4 separate regions of the Mus musculus genome follow, and regions 1, 2 and 4 are each linked to region 3. The links are chromatin contacts, called in public Hi-C and promoter capture Hi-C maps. All regions are on one chromosome and are shown on one strand. The core of a region is the stretch at or near the end of the contact, and the rest is flanking DNA. Distances in the headings are between cores, read along the strand shown. Region 1 holds the start of 4833439F03Rik (RIKEN cDNA 4833439F03 gene). Region 2 holds the start of Iscu (iron-sulfur cluster assembly enzyme). Region 3 holds the start of Prkab1 (protein kinase, AMP-activated, beta 1 non-catalytic subunit). Region 4 holds the start of Coro1c (coronin, actin binding protein 1C).

Evidence for each region. Promoter capture Hi-C pulls out the DNA fragments that hold promoters and counts their contacts. Hi-C and Micro-C count contacts between places; a contact is called where the count stands out from the background.
Region 1: a contact with region 3 is called in a promoter capture Hi-C map of liver, with 5 times the contacts expected there. The contact joins the promoter of 4833439F03Rik here to the promoter of Prkab1 in region 3. A contact is called at or near these places in 2 of 39 promoter capture datasets (both in liver).
Region 2: a contact with region 3 is called in a promoter capture Hi-C map of erythroid cells, with 4 times the contacts expected there. The contact joins the promoter of Iscu here to the promoter of Prkab1 in region 3. A contact is called at or near these places in 2 of 39 promoter capture datasets (erythroid cells and liver), 2 of 484 Hi-C or Micro-C datasets (B cells and CD8 T cells), 1 of 115 datasets of contacts at active chromatin or transcription factors (thymic regulatory T cells) and 1 of 9 other capture datasets (adipose tissue).
Region 4: a contact with region 3 is called in a Hi-C map of B cells, with 5 read pairs. The contact joins the promoter of Coro1c here to the promoter of Prkab1 in region 3. A contact is called at or near these places in 1 of 39 promoter capture datasets (liver) and 1 of 484 Hi-C or Micro-C datasets (B cells).

What each region holds. Positions count from the first base shown.
Region 1 is chr5:113,136,434-113,139,133 of GRCm38.p6, forward strand. It overlaps 4833439F03Rik (RIKEN cDNA 4833439F03 gene), which reads left to right and starts at 1,379. Exons shown (of 3, transcript NR_166693.1): 1 at 1,379-1,544; 2 at 1,907-2,337. The region is part of intron 6 of 2900026A02Rik (RIKEN cDNA 2900026A02 gene); the gene reads right to left.
Region 2 is chr5:113,771,519-113,774,218 of GRCm38.p6, forward strand. It overlaps Iscu (iron-sulfur cluster assembly enzyme), which reads left to right and starts at 1,283. Exons shown (of 5, transcript NM_025526.5): 1 at 1,283-1,426. The coding sequence starts at 1,310. Sart3 (squamous cell carcinoma antigen recognized by T cells 3) reads right to left here and starts at 882. Exons shown (of 19, transcript NM_016926.2): 1 at 1-882. The coding sequence starts at 117.
Region 3 is chr5:116,023,035-116,025,734 of GRCm38.p6, forward strand. Prkab1 (protein kinase, AMP-activated, beta 1 non-catalytic subunit) reads right to left here and starts at 1,394. Exons shown (of 7, transcript NM_031869.2): 1 at 1,057-1,394. The coding sequence starts at 1,215.
Region 4 is chr5:113,907,442-113,910,141 of GRCm38.p6, forward strand. It overlaps Coro1c (coronin, actin binding protein 1C), which reads right to left and starts at 1,265. Exons shown (of 11, transcript NM_011779.3): 1 at 1,170-1,265.

The DNA of each region.
Region 1 (2,700 bases), core at 129-2,628, 2.9 Mb before region 3:
GCGAGCACACTCCACATGCACAGAGGCACAGAGACTTAGGGCAGCATCCAAAGTCACACAGCCCAAGAAGAGCTAGGGCAGAGGTCAGGGAACAGAGCTAGTGTTCCTGGAGAGGATTCTGGGGAACGGGGCAGGAGGAGACAGACAAGCTGACACAGAACGAGCTCTTCCTTCGCGGAGAATGGGCGAGCACTCAAGACCCAAAGGAGTGCAGACTCCCACACAAGGAGTCACCCCTGATCAGCCTCACAGCATGGCTTCTGGCCTGGGTGAGCCCCTGCCTAGTGGCTCAGTGGCTGTGTGCGCCCTGCTGAGTCCCCTGGTCTCTGCGGACAGCTGCATTCCCCTGCCCAACACTGTCTCATAACCACACTGGCTCTGGGGACAAAAAGGGATAACTGAACCCATGTCTGGCCTCGAACGCCCCTGAAAACTGGGACAACTCAGCCCAGGGCAGAGGCCAGCTATCTGAAGACATTGGGCACTGCAACTAAGCTTCGTTCTGGTTGGTGACGTTAGTGTCCCCGAAGTCATTAGAGGTCCCAGAAACCATCTGCCAAGAGTTGGGCAGGGAAGTGTTCTTCCTGCTTCTCTCTCCCAGCCAGACTTCCCGCACCTTGCTGCGCATGCCCACGAGGTCACCGTTCTGTCTCCAGACCCGCCTCATATCACTCCAGATTACACTCACTGGCTATGATTACCCTGGTCTCACAGCATAGAACCCAATAGCTGGGCCTGGGCGCTCCACAATGGCCGGGCTCTTCACACAAGTCCAAGCTCCCAGGCTGGCAGGACCTGCCATCACCTTCCACCCAGTCCCCTACAGCTCCTCCCCTCGGAAGTCACTCAGTGTCTCACTTTTGAACAGTGGCAACCAGGCAACCGCCTTAAATCAGCACACAGGCAATGAGACCACTTGGTCACCCTGGGAGGGCAAGAGGAGATAGAGCAGGTGTCAAGTAAGCTTCCCTAAAAATAGAGATGCCGGCATGCCGTGGGGACAGCAGTGCCCCCCCAACCCCCACACAGCCCTGCTCACAGACAAGGAGCCCGGAGTCCGTTCCCCACCAGCTTCAAGCAGTGGGTGCTGCACCTGCAGAGCAGCCAACCCAGCCTACATCCCCCTCAGTATCCCAAGGCCATCATCACTGATAGGAAAAGTCCTCCCCTGAGGCTTCTACGAGTTGGCCCCCTCTCAGGAGTCCGAGGGAAGGGACCTTCCCAGGGTTGCCCTGCTATTTTAAACCACACACATCTATCCCCAAGCTTACAAGATCAGGGGCCTCAGAGTCTGGCTGTCTCTTCCGGAGGGATGAGAACCTCTGTTGGCTGCGTGCGGAGAAGCGGCGGAAGGACTCTCGGCTCCGAGAGGCCAGGTGTCTGAAGGAGGAGGTGCGCTTGAACGGGGTGCGAGCGGCGGACTCCCCGCTCCGCTCGGTGCCCACCGTGGCCGTCACCAAGTGCAGAGCCTCCTGGAAGGACCGCCTCACCGTGCCAACCCACTGAGTCATGTGTGTCTGGGCCACTGAAAGCTTGTCGCCCAGGTACTCCATAGGGCCAGCCTGGAGGAGGGGGCAGGCGGAGGCAGTTAGGAGGCCGACACTGCCAGGGTCCTGGTCCTTCTGTCGGTGACCGTCCTTGGGGAGAAGTTCTGGGCTCCGATGGGAAGCCCGGCAGAGAACATCAGCGCAAGTAAAGTAAACATCGCCCGACAGGCATCCGTGCGGGTCACGAAACAGGGACGGGACGGGTCAGCAGGGGGTCACCAGCAGGAGCCTAGAGTCAACCAACCAGGTCGTCCAGTTCTAGTCCCTGGGGCCAACCCTGATGAAGTCAAGGGGCAGGTGGCTGTGAAGAACTGGGCGAGGGGGCTGGCACCCCCAACTCACTTCCTCCGTCCATGCAGGGAGAACTCCCATGCACACCTGGGAGCCACCGCCCACCGCCGCCGGCCAGCTCTCTCTCCAGGCTCTTCTCGTCTGAACTAGGCAGATCTCCAGTCCTCAGGCTGGAGACTCCAAACCCGAAGCCGACTGAACCTGCCGCCCAGCAGGCAGCGCGCTCACTTCCGGAGAGGCAGCCACCCAGCCCGGGTCCCCTGGCCCGGCAGCCCGGAATGACATCAGCCCCCTGTCTTGGCGAGGGGTGCACAGCCCAGGAATGCAGGAGGGGCCTCGGGAGGTGGCCGCCCAGGGAGCTGGCGTCAGCCCCAGTTTTTTTTTTTTTGTTTTGTTTTTTTTTCTCCCCCTAAGTCTCAACTCGCTCGCTCGCTGTCCCTCGGGGACTTCATGTGCCAGACTGCTTACCCACCCCAGGCAGCACCGTGCAGGAACGCGGGTGAGTGCGCGCGTGTGGGGGCATGTACGTGGGAGGCGGCTGCCCCGGGGAGGTGGAGGGGCCGCTGCCGCACGAGCCTCCAGGGCTTCAGGTGAAGTCTGAGGACCTGTGGCTGGCTGTCAGTCTGTCTCCCTCTCCCGGCAGCGGCAGCGCCCTTCGGCTTCCATCTCCTTGCGGAGCTAAGCAGCTAAGCCTCCCCCACCAAGCTCCTTCCCCCTCTTATCCGCTCAGCAGTCCCTGCTGCCTCTCCTCGAGGATGGAGGACGCAGGTGACCTGCCCTGAGCTTCCCTCAAGGGTGGGTCTGGGGCTGAGGTGCCTGCATTTTGGTACAAGCAGGGTTGCCATGGCAACTTGGGGGCACA
Region 2 (2,700 bases), core at 33-2,532, 2.3 Mb before region 3:
CAGCACCTTCCGCTGCACACCGGCCGGCTTCGCCTCATCCTCTTCTCCCTCGGCCTCAGGCCCGGCCTGGGGCTCAACCTCCGGCTCGGACGCCGAAGATGCGGCCGTCGTCGCCATCTTGCGCAGCCCGCGACTCTCGGGTCTTCCCTCGCCCGCCGAAGCCCGGCGAGCATCGGGCTGTCCGCGGCGTCTGCCTGATCAAAACTCCGCTCGGCCACCAGCGGGAGCGTCGCGGACGGCCTCAGGGAGCAGGAAGCTGTGGAGAATCCACCGCTGATGCTATCCTTTAGCGCCTCCAGACGCCACCGTCAGAAGAAAAGGCTCACGAGCATAACCTGCGTCCGGCTACAACCGTGGACAGCTGTCGGGTCTTTGGGCCGGAAGTGGCAGCCACAGCTGAAGTGGTGCGTGCGTGATGTCCGTAGTTAAGGTCGAGGCGCCATCTTAGGAAGGTCAAAGTCGTCGCTTTGGACTAAAGACCTTCTGTAAGGCTCGGCCGGCTCCGGTGCGTGGTTGTTTCCCGGCAACCGACCCTCAAGTGCGGACAAGATTGCAGTTCCTCCGCGATCGGATGCACCATCTCATGGGAAAAGTCTCATCTCTCGAATAAAGCTCCCTCCCCTTTGTAACACCTAGTACCTCGTAGTTGTGTTAAACGAGTCGCTTTTGTGGATTTTTATAGTCAATGATAATACATTACAATAAGTATTGATTCGGAATGATGTGCATGGCGGTAAAACAAACGTAGGTGTCGAGGGATGGGGTTCGTTTCTCTTATACCCCTCGTTCTCGAGGTCGGAAAAGCGTTGCTGTTTCCCTCTGCACTGCCTTTCCCCTTCATCAACAAGGTTAACGAGCCAGAAATCGCGTCCGTTTTGCTCCCAGGATTTTTTTTTTTTTTTTTTTTTTAGTGACACCTAGAGTACACTTAATATGCATTTGCTCCATGGGTGAAACGGCTACCTCGGAATTAGTAAAAAAAAAAAAAAAAAAAAAAAAGGAAGAAAGAGAGAGAGAAAGAAAGAAAAGGAACTCCACAGCCTGAACAAAAGTCTACCAGGGACGTATGCATGATCGAATCATAAACACGCCTGAAACCGAGCATCCCCACGCCCATCGCAGCACCAGACAACCTTGCACGCCGCTTCGGACCTTCCCGCTCTGCGCCTGGCCACGCCCCTTCCGAGGGCGCGGTCAGAGGGGGCGTAGCCGGGCCGAGACGCCAGCGCAAGCGCCGAGCTGCGGTGACGTCGAACGGGCGCGCCATCCCTCCGGCGTCGCCGAGGTCGACGCAGCTCAAGCCGGCAGGATGGCGGCGGCCACGGGAGCTGGCCGTCTGAGGCGGGCGGCGTCGGCGCTGCTGCTGCGGAGCCCGCGCCTGCCCGCCCGGGAGCTGTCGGCTCCGGCCAGGCTCTACCACAAGAAGGTATGGGCGGGCGAGGGGGTGCGCGAACCATCGAGGGGACCTGCCGCCGTTGCGCAGATCACCAGCACCGAGGAGCCCCGCGGCCGCCTCTGCCCCGCCGCGGCCGTCACTCCGAGTGTCCCAAGGCTGACAGCCCAGAAGGGAGGGTCCGGGTATGTCGTGCCGGGGGTCAAGGGGCAGCACGCACACACACACACACACACACACACACACACACGCATGCTTGAGCACACTCGACAGCACCAGCGTCCTCCCCAGCTAAGCCATTGCCCTGGCCAGATGGCCTTGATCAAGTCACTGGTCCCCTCCCATCCTTTCTCTCAGACCTGACAGGAGTCTTCTGAAGTCCCCGTACGTGGAGCGCTCGGTCCAACCAAGGGAAACCACTGATGGCGATTTATTTACTCTTTTAGGAGCCGATGGCCTCGAGCTCAGCCAAGCACCTAGCCCAACATTAAAACTTCGGTTCTCAGTTGTGTGTTTATTGGTAGGGAGCAGAAAGTATAGAAGAAGAGTAGTTTGCGGGCCCCCACGCTTTTAGGGACGTTAAAATCCTCTTGACAGGAGACTCACTCCGAAAAACAAGGCTACCGCAGATGTACAAGACACTCCCTCCCCCCCCCCCCAAAGTCCTTGATTAGATGATGCGTTATGGGGGCTCAGGGCTTAGACTCAATCTGCAGATGAGGGTGCCTCCTGGTAACTAGCGGGAGAAAGCTCGGTTATTAAATCTTAGTGTGTCCCTGACTTTAACAGCTGCTTGTTCTGTTCTGGCTTGGGTGCTCTTGCCCAAGGCCTTCTACCCCAAAGGGAAGGTTGTTTTGTTGACATTATAGCTGCAGGACCTTGACGGGCTGGCAGCCTTAAGGCACCAGGGGGCGCTCCTGCCACAGGGTAGCGCTGTGTTTATGTTTACAGCCACCAATGACTCGTTCGTTCCCCAACCTCCAGCTCATCTCTGACCTTGAAACTTCTGGGGAACTCTTCCATTTGGGGCTGTTTTTATTCTCGGGATTTTTTGTAAGTGCATACTTCTCTTTGTGTATTGTGTTTGGTAAAAAAGAGAAGTTGTGCTTTGAGCCCAGATCTGGTACAGTGTGTGAGTCAGGGGATTACTTCTGGTTGACAGCCCCCTGAAAGGAAGATGTGTCTGAGTTTTCACCGGTTTCTTGGACAGTATCTTCGATACAAAGGTCGTTGGGGAGGAGATAGAAAGAGTTTGGGTCACACATGGGTCTCCCACCTCTGTCCCATACAGATTGCTGATCTGAGAG
Region 3 (2,700 bases), core at 144-2,643:
GACCAGGTTGGCCTCGAACTCAGACATCTGCCTGCCTCTGCCTCCCAAGTGCTGGGATCAAAGTGCTGTGCCACCACTCCCTGGCAAAAGCAGGCTCTTTTAAAGTCAGACCCAAAATTAAGATCTGGAGAATAGTAATGTGGGTTATGTAGCCCAGTTAGGGGGTGGGGGTGGGGGAGTGAAAGCGGAGTGAGCTGGCCAGGCAATTAGCCTGTTTAAGTAATGGGGATTAGTTGGCAACCCGGCAAGTAACAGAGACCAGGCTGGTGAGCGCCAACGTTCCTGAATGTAGTTTATTCTGAGCAATTAGCTTCTTTCCTCCTAGAATCACCAAATGCCCTTGGACTGGGGCCCTGTAGCCGGAAGCACTGGCCACCTCACTGTGGTTTTAAGAGAATGTGGCTCAGGCAGGAACTTTCAGCTTGGCCTGCAAAAATCTGTTTGCTCTGGTCTGCTTAAAGTCCAAGGCATTATTTCAGTAACGTGGGAGAGAAGTGGGGGTAATTAGCTGCTGGCTGGCGTTCAGAGTGACTCTCGGTCACTGACCTCCTCCAGTGGAATTGCCGGATCTAAAATAAAGTGAGCAGGGTGGACTGAAACTGTCAGAACCAAACACCTCTGGCAGTCAGCTAGTCAACTTCATTTCCAGCTTAACGTATGTGCTCCCGTTTTACCGCCAAAAAGAACACTAGAACTCCCAACCCAACTTTTGCAAAAGCCGGTCGGCCTGAAGTGTCTCCAAGCCGCGCAATCAATTACACCGAAGAGAAAAGTCGACACGGGTGCTCAATTACAGTTTAGCTCGACTCTTAATTAATTAAGGATCTCAAACGCGGTCCCTGAGCTGCTTTCTCCTTAATGATGTTCAACCAAGCCCAGGGTGACTCTCCTCCCATCGGTAATTAGGCACAAGTCCCAGAACGGCAAAGAGGGCTATGACAGAGCCACCTCCCCCGCCCCCCCCCAAGGTGTGACGCTGGGAATGTGGCGGGAACTACAGCAAAGGGGGACCCTCCCCGTGAGTCAAGAGGGCTCCGACGCCCCTCCACTCAGCACCTTGATCTCTTCGGAGTGGAAGATGTCGGCGTCTTCAGGGCTGTCCATGAGGATCTTGGGCCTGTCCCCATCCTTGGCGCCCCCGGAGCTGTCCCTCCGCGGCGTCTTGTGGCCCGCCTGCCGCTCCAGCGCGGCGCGCTCGCTGCTCGTGTTGCCCATGGCTGGGAATCTGCAGGGACACAAGGAAGCCGGAAAGGCCGGGTCGGACCCCCGGGGATCGCGAGTCACGCCCTCTCGGATCGCGCGCTCGCTCGCCCGCCGAGCTCCGCTTTACCTGGCTCGGGCGACCGCGACTGGAACTCCGAACAGAGCCGGAGCGTAACCTGACACTCCTCCCGCAACTCCCCTCCACCCCTTAGCCACTTCCGCTTCCGGCCGGGCCCAGCGAAGGAAGGAAGGAAGGGTGGTCACTGGGGATGGAGCGCTCTCGGAGTTAGGGTGACATCAGTTCCGTTTCCGCCTCTTCCCTGCTGCTCAGCGCGAAGCGGTCGCGGGTGGTTCGGGGCTGCCACCAGATCGAGCTTCGTAGCGGCCAGCGGGAGGCGCGAGCGAGCGAGAATGCCAGAATGCCATGGATGGCGCCGACCACCTCACTCCAAGTTGGTTACTCTCCAGTAACTCGAATTACGAAACGCGAAACCCACGGCGGCTTGGAGCAAGCGCTTGCTCTTGCAGAGTACCCGGGTTCGGGTCCTGGCGCTTCCATGGTGGCTCACAACTGTTTGCAGTTTAAGTTCCAGGGGATCCCGGCGCCCAAGGCGGTGCACACATATACGGGAGGGCAGAGCATTCATACACATAATCGTAAAAACAAAACAAAACAAACAAGAAGAAGAAAAGGGAAAAAAAGAGAAAGCGCCGGGCATTGGTGGCGCACGCCTTTAATCCCAGCACTTGGGAGGCAGAGGCAGAGGATTTCTGAGTTCGAGGCCAGCGTGTTCTACAGAGTGAGTTCCAGGACAGCCAGGGCTATACAGAGAAACCCTGTCTCGAAAAAACCAAAACCAAACAAAAAACAAAACAAAACAAAAGAACCTCACGTTTAAGTCTCTCCCGTAGATGCACTGGCTCTCACAATTGAATGTATTAGGACAACCTAGGGCTCCTTCAAAAGGAAGGCCTCTCCAGAGTGGCCAAATCGTAATTTCTGTCTGTAGACTAAGGATGGAGGATGCTGACCATCTTCCAGGTGTTTGAGAAAACTTAAAGACCTAAGATTTCTGGGAAATTGACGTTCTCAGTTGGGTTCTGTTGTTTGTTTCAAGTTGAGTGCCTATTGATAAGTCTTTTTGCAAGAGCCTTGGGGCTACATTGGCCACATTATGTGTAAAATGTATCAGGGCTTAGTGTTTCAGCAGAGGTACAGACTGCTGTAATAAAACGATCTCAGCTTCACAGTCAGCCTTTAAAGAAACAACAACAACATTGTCTTGTGGGGTTTGTTTGTTTGCTTTGCATTGGATTTTCTAGGTCATGTCTTACATTTACCCATACATATGTTTTGGTTTTTTTGTTATTCTGTTTTTGTGTGTGTTTTTTGAGACATGGTTTCTGTGTGTAACAGCTCTGGCTGTCCTGGAACTTACTTTGTAGACCAAGCTAGCCTTGAATTCATAGAGATCCACCTTCCTCTTCCTCCCACTC
Region 4 (2,700 bases), core at 15-2,514, 2.1 Mb before region 3:
GCTGCGGACAGACAGGAATATGAACTACCATTTGCCTTCACACCCGAGAAGGAGGCAGGAAGCAACTACTTGTACTTCATCATGTTCTTCCCTCTACTAGCAGGCCCTGGTGTCAGGGTGCTGCCAGACAAGGACAATAAGACGCTTTATTATATAGGGTGACTAAGAGCCTCGCAAGTACTGTTTTAGAATATAATCCCGGTAGGGAAGGCCACGGGATGGGAGTACAATTATTTCGTGCCAACCATTTCCAAAACTAAACATATTGTGGCCCTGCGAATAAGCACGCTCTGCGGTCAATTCTCTTTCAAATGCTTACAGGAAGCAATTCCGGGAGAGACGAACAACTTGCAATTTGCTTCTCACTCTGAATCCCACGACCGAAATGTGTAGAGCAAGCCGTTCTGACACCACAAAACAAGGGCAGCCTACATGAAGGCCAAATATAGGATGTGATTCTAAACCACGACGGAGAGAAAGCCTGCATTTCCTTTTCCAGCCTGCAAAAAAAAACCCTTTGAACACTCCCAAAAAAGGACGTCGGGGCCGGCACCTCCCTCCGGGAGGAAGCCCCTTTCTTCTCCGAAAGCCCTGCAGCCGGCTACTTCCCCCCAGCTCATTCACATCACTGGAGATAGATAGGGCTGCTGTGCGTACGCCCGCCGGGGGACCGGCGGCAGAGCTGGGCTGGGCGTCCCCACCCTCCACCTCTGATGTCATCCTAGCCATCTCGGCGCGGCTGAGCCCCACCTGCCCCGCGGGTCACTAGGTTCCGCACCCGGGACAGGGTTCCTCCTCCAGGCCACGCCACTGCAGCCCGCCCCCGCCCCAGGTCTTCAGGGTCCAGGAGGCCATGCACTGCGAGCCAGGCGGAGCCCCGCCCGGGCGCGCCCCGCACACCGGGGGTCCCCCGCGGACCCAGCCCCACGTGAGCGCTCGGCCGCAGGCTCTTCGCAGCGCTCAGACACCGCCTCACGGCTGCCGGGCCCACGGCTGCCCGCAGACGGCCATTCCCCAGCCGCAGCGCCCGGGGCATGCGCGTGCGCCCCGCACCACTCGGCGCCGCCGGCTCCTGTCAGCCGAGAGCTTCACACGCGGGGTCCCGGAGGCCGGCCCGCCCGCCCCGGGCTCGCTCCGGAGCTGCCCCGTCCTGAGCGCGCGCTGCTTACCAGAGCCCGGGTGCCTGAGGCGCCGCCGAAGTCCCTGCTGCAAAGCCCCGCGAAGCCTCCAACCGCTGCCGCCTCCCGCCTGGCACTGAGCGCCGCGCGGGGGAGGGGCGCGGCCGCCGCTGCCCAGGCCTTCGCGCGCGCGGGCCCCGCCCCCGCGCCGGGGCCGCGCCCAACCAGCGCCGCCGAACCACGCTTCACCACGCCCACTTCCGGAAGGTCCCGGTTAGATGCCCGGCTCTCCTTAGAGCGCCCCCTGTGGTGGCGCGGGGAGGTGCAAGGAGACTCGGAGCCCACGCCCGCTTTCCGGGGCACTTGAATGGCCGGGTGGCCACGCCCACGGGCTCCTTCCAGCCCCACCCAGGTCTTTAGAACCAGAGCGGGCGTTCTTAAGCTCCACCCACGGCCCTGCAGAGCCTCTCTATGAGGATGGTCGTTTGAGCGCATCTAACTGCCCACCGAGTCCGTGAGCAGGGCTTGGTTTCCCCCCGCCCCCAAAACCTAGCTTCCCCCAGTTGAGCGCCGCAAATCCCCGCTCGGATTTCCTGAAGACCCGGGGAACCTATGATCATCCTATTTGCTGTACCTCAAGCCCCGCCCACAGCCCTGAGCGTACTTAAACCGTAAGCCCCGCCCCAAGTTCTTAGCCCCACCTCCATCAGGGCTGGTTCAACCCTCTCACCCACGCTCTCTCCCACTACTCTCCAGGGCAGGGTGGCAACCCTTGGGCTGGACCACACCTATGAGAGAGAGCTAAGGAGAAGCAATGAAGACTCCCTGGCTAAAGTCCCTCCATATGAGCACGTGGATATGTGTCCTAGCCCTGTTACTCTCAAATGAAGTGACCCAGGGACCATTTCACTCACCTCTTTGGATTTCAGTTTCCTAATCTTGAGTGTAAGGTTATCCCACTATTAGCCAAAGCCCCTTCAGAAATATCAAGCTTTGAAATACCAAGATCTAAGGAAACTGCGTCCAGAGATCTGGGCCAGCTGAGGGGTTGGGCCATTTATTTCCCAAAGCAAGGCATCTTTACAATTCGCAGAGGGATGAATTTTCACTTTGTTTTAGCCTCAGAGATGTCCAGGAATCTGTGGTCGGCATTCAGTGGTAGAACCCCTGAATTCTTGTTGCAGGAATTAAGATAAACTGCCACCTCAAAACAGAAGGCACACGCCTTTAGTCCCAACACTGAGGAGGCTGAGGCAGGTGGATCTCCGTCAGTAGTTCCAGGCCAGCCTGGTCTACATACTGAGTTCCAGGACATCCAGGGATATGTAAAGAAACTCTGTCTCTAAATAAGTAAATAAAATAAAATTAGGCAAAGTGTGTGTGTGTGTGTGTGTGTGTGTGTGTGTGTGTGTAAATTATGTGTTGTGTAAATCTAGGTCTACCAGAATGAAGCAGCTTGCTCAGCAAGTTTTTACTCTCTGCAAAGCTCAATTTTTAAAGATTGGTGTGTTTATTTTACGTGTATGCCTCTGTGTATGTAATTACACCACCTGCATGCAGTGCCCTCATAGGTCAGACCAGA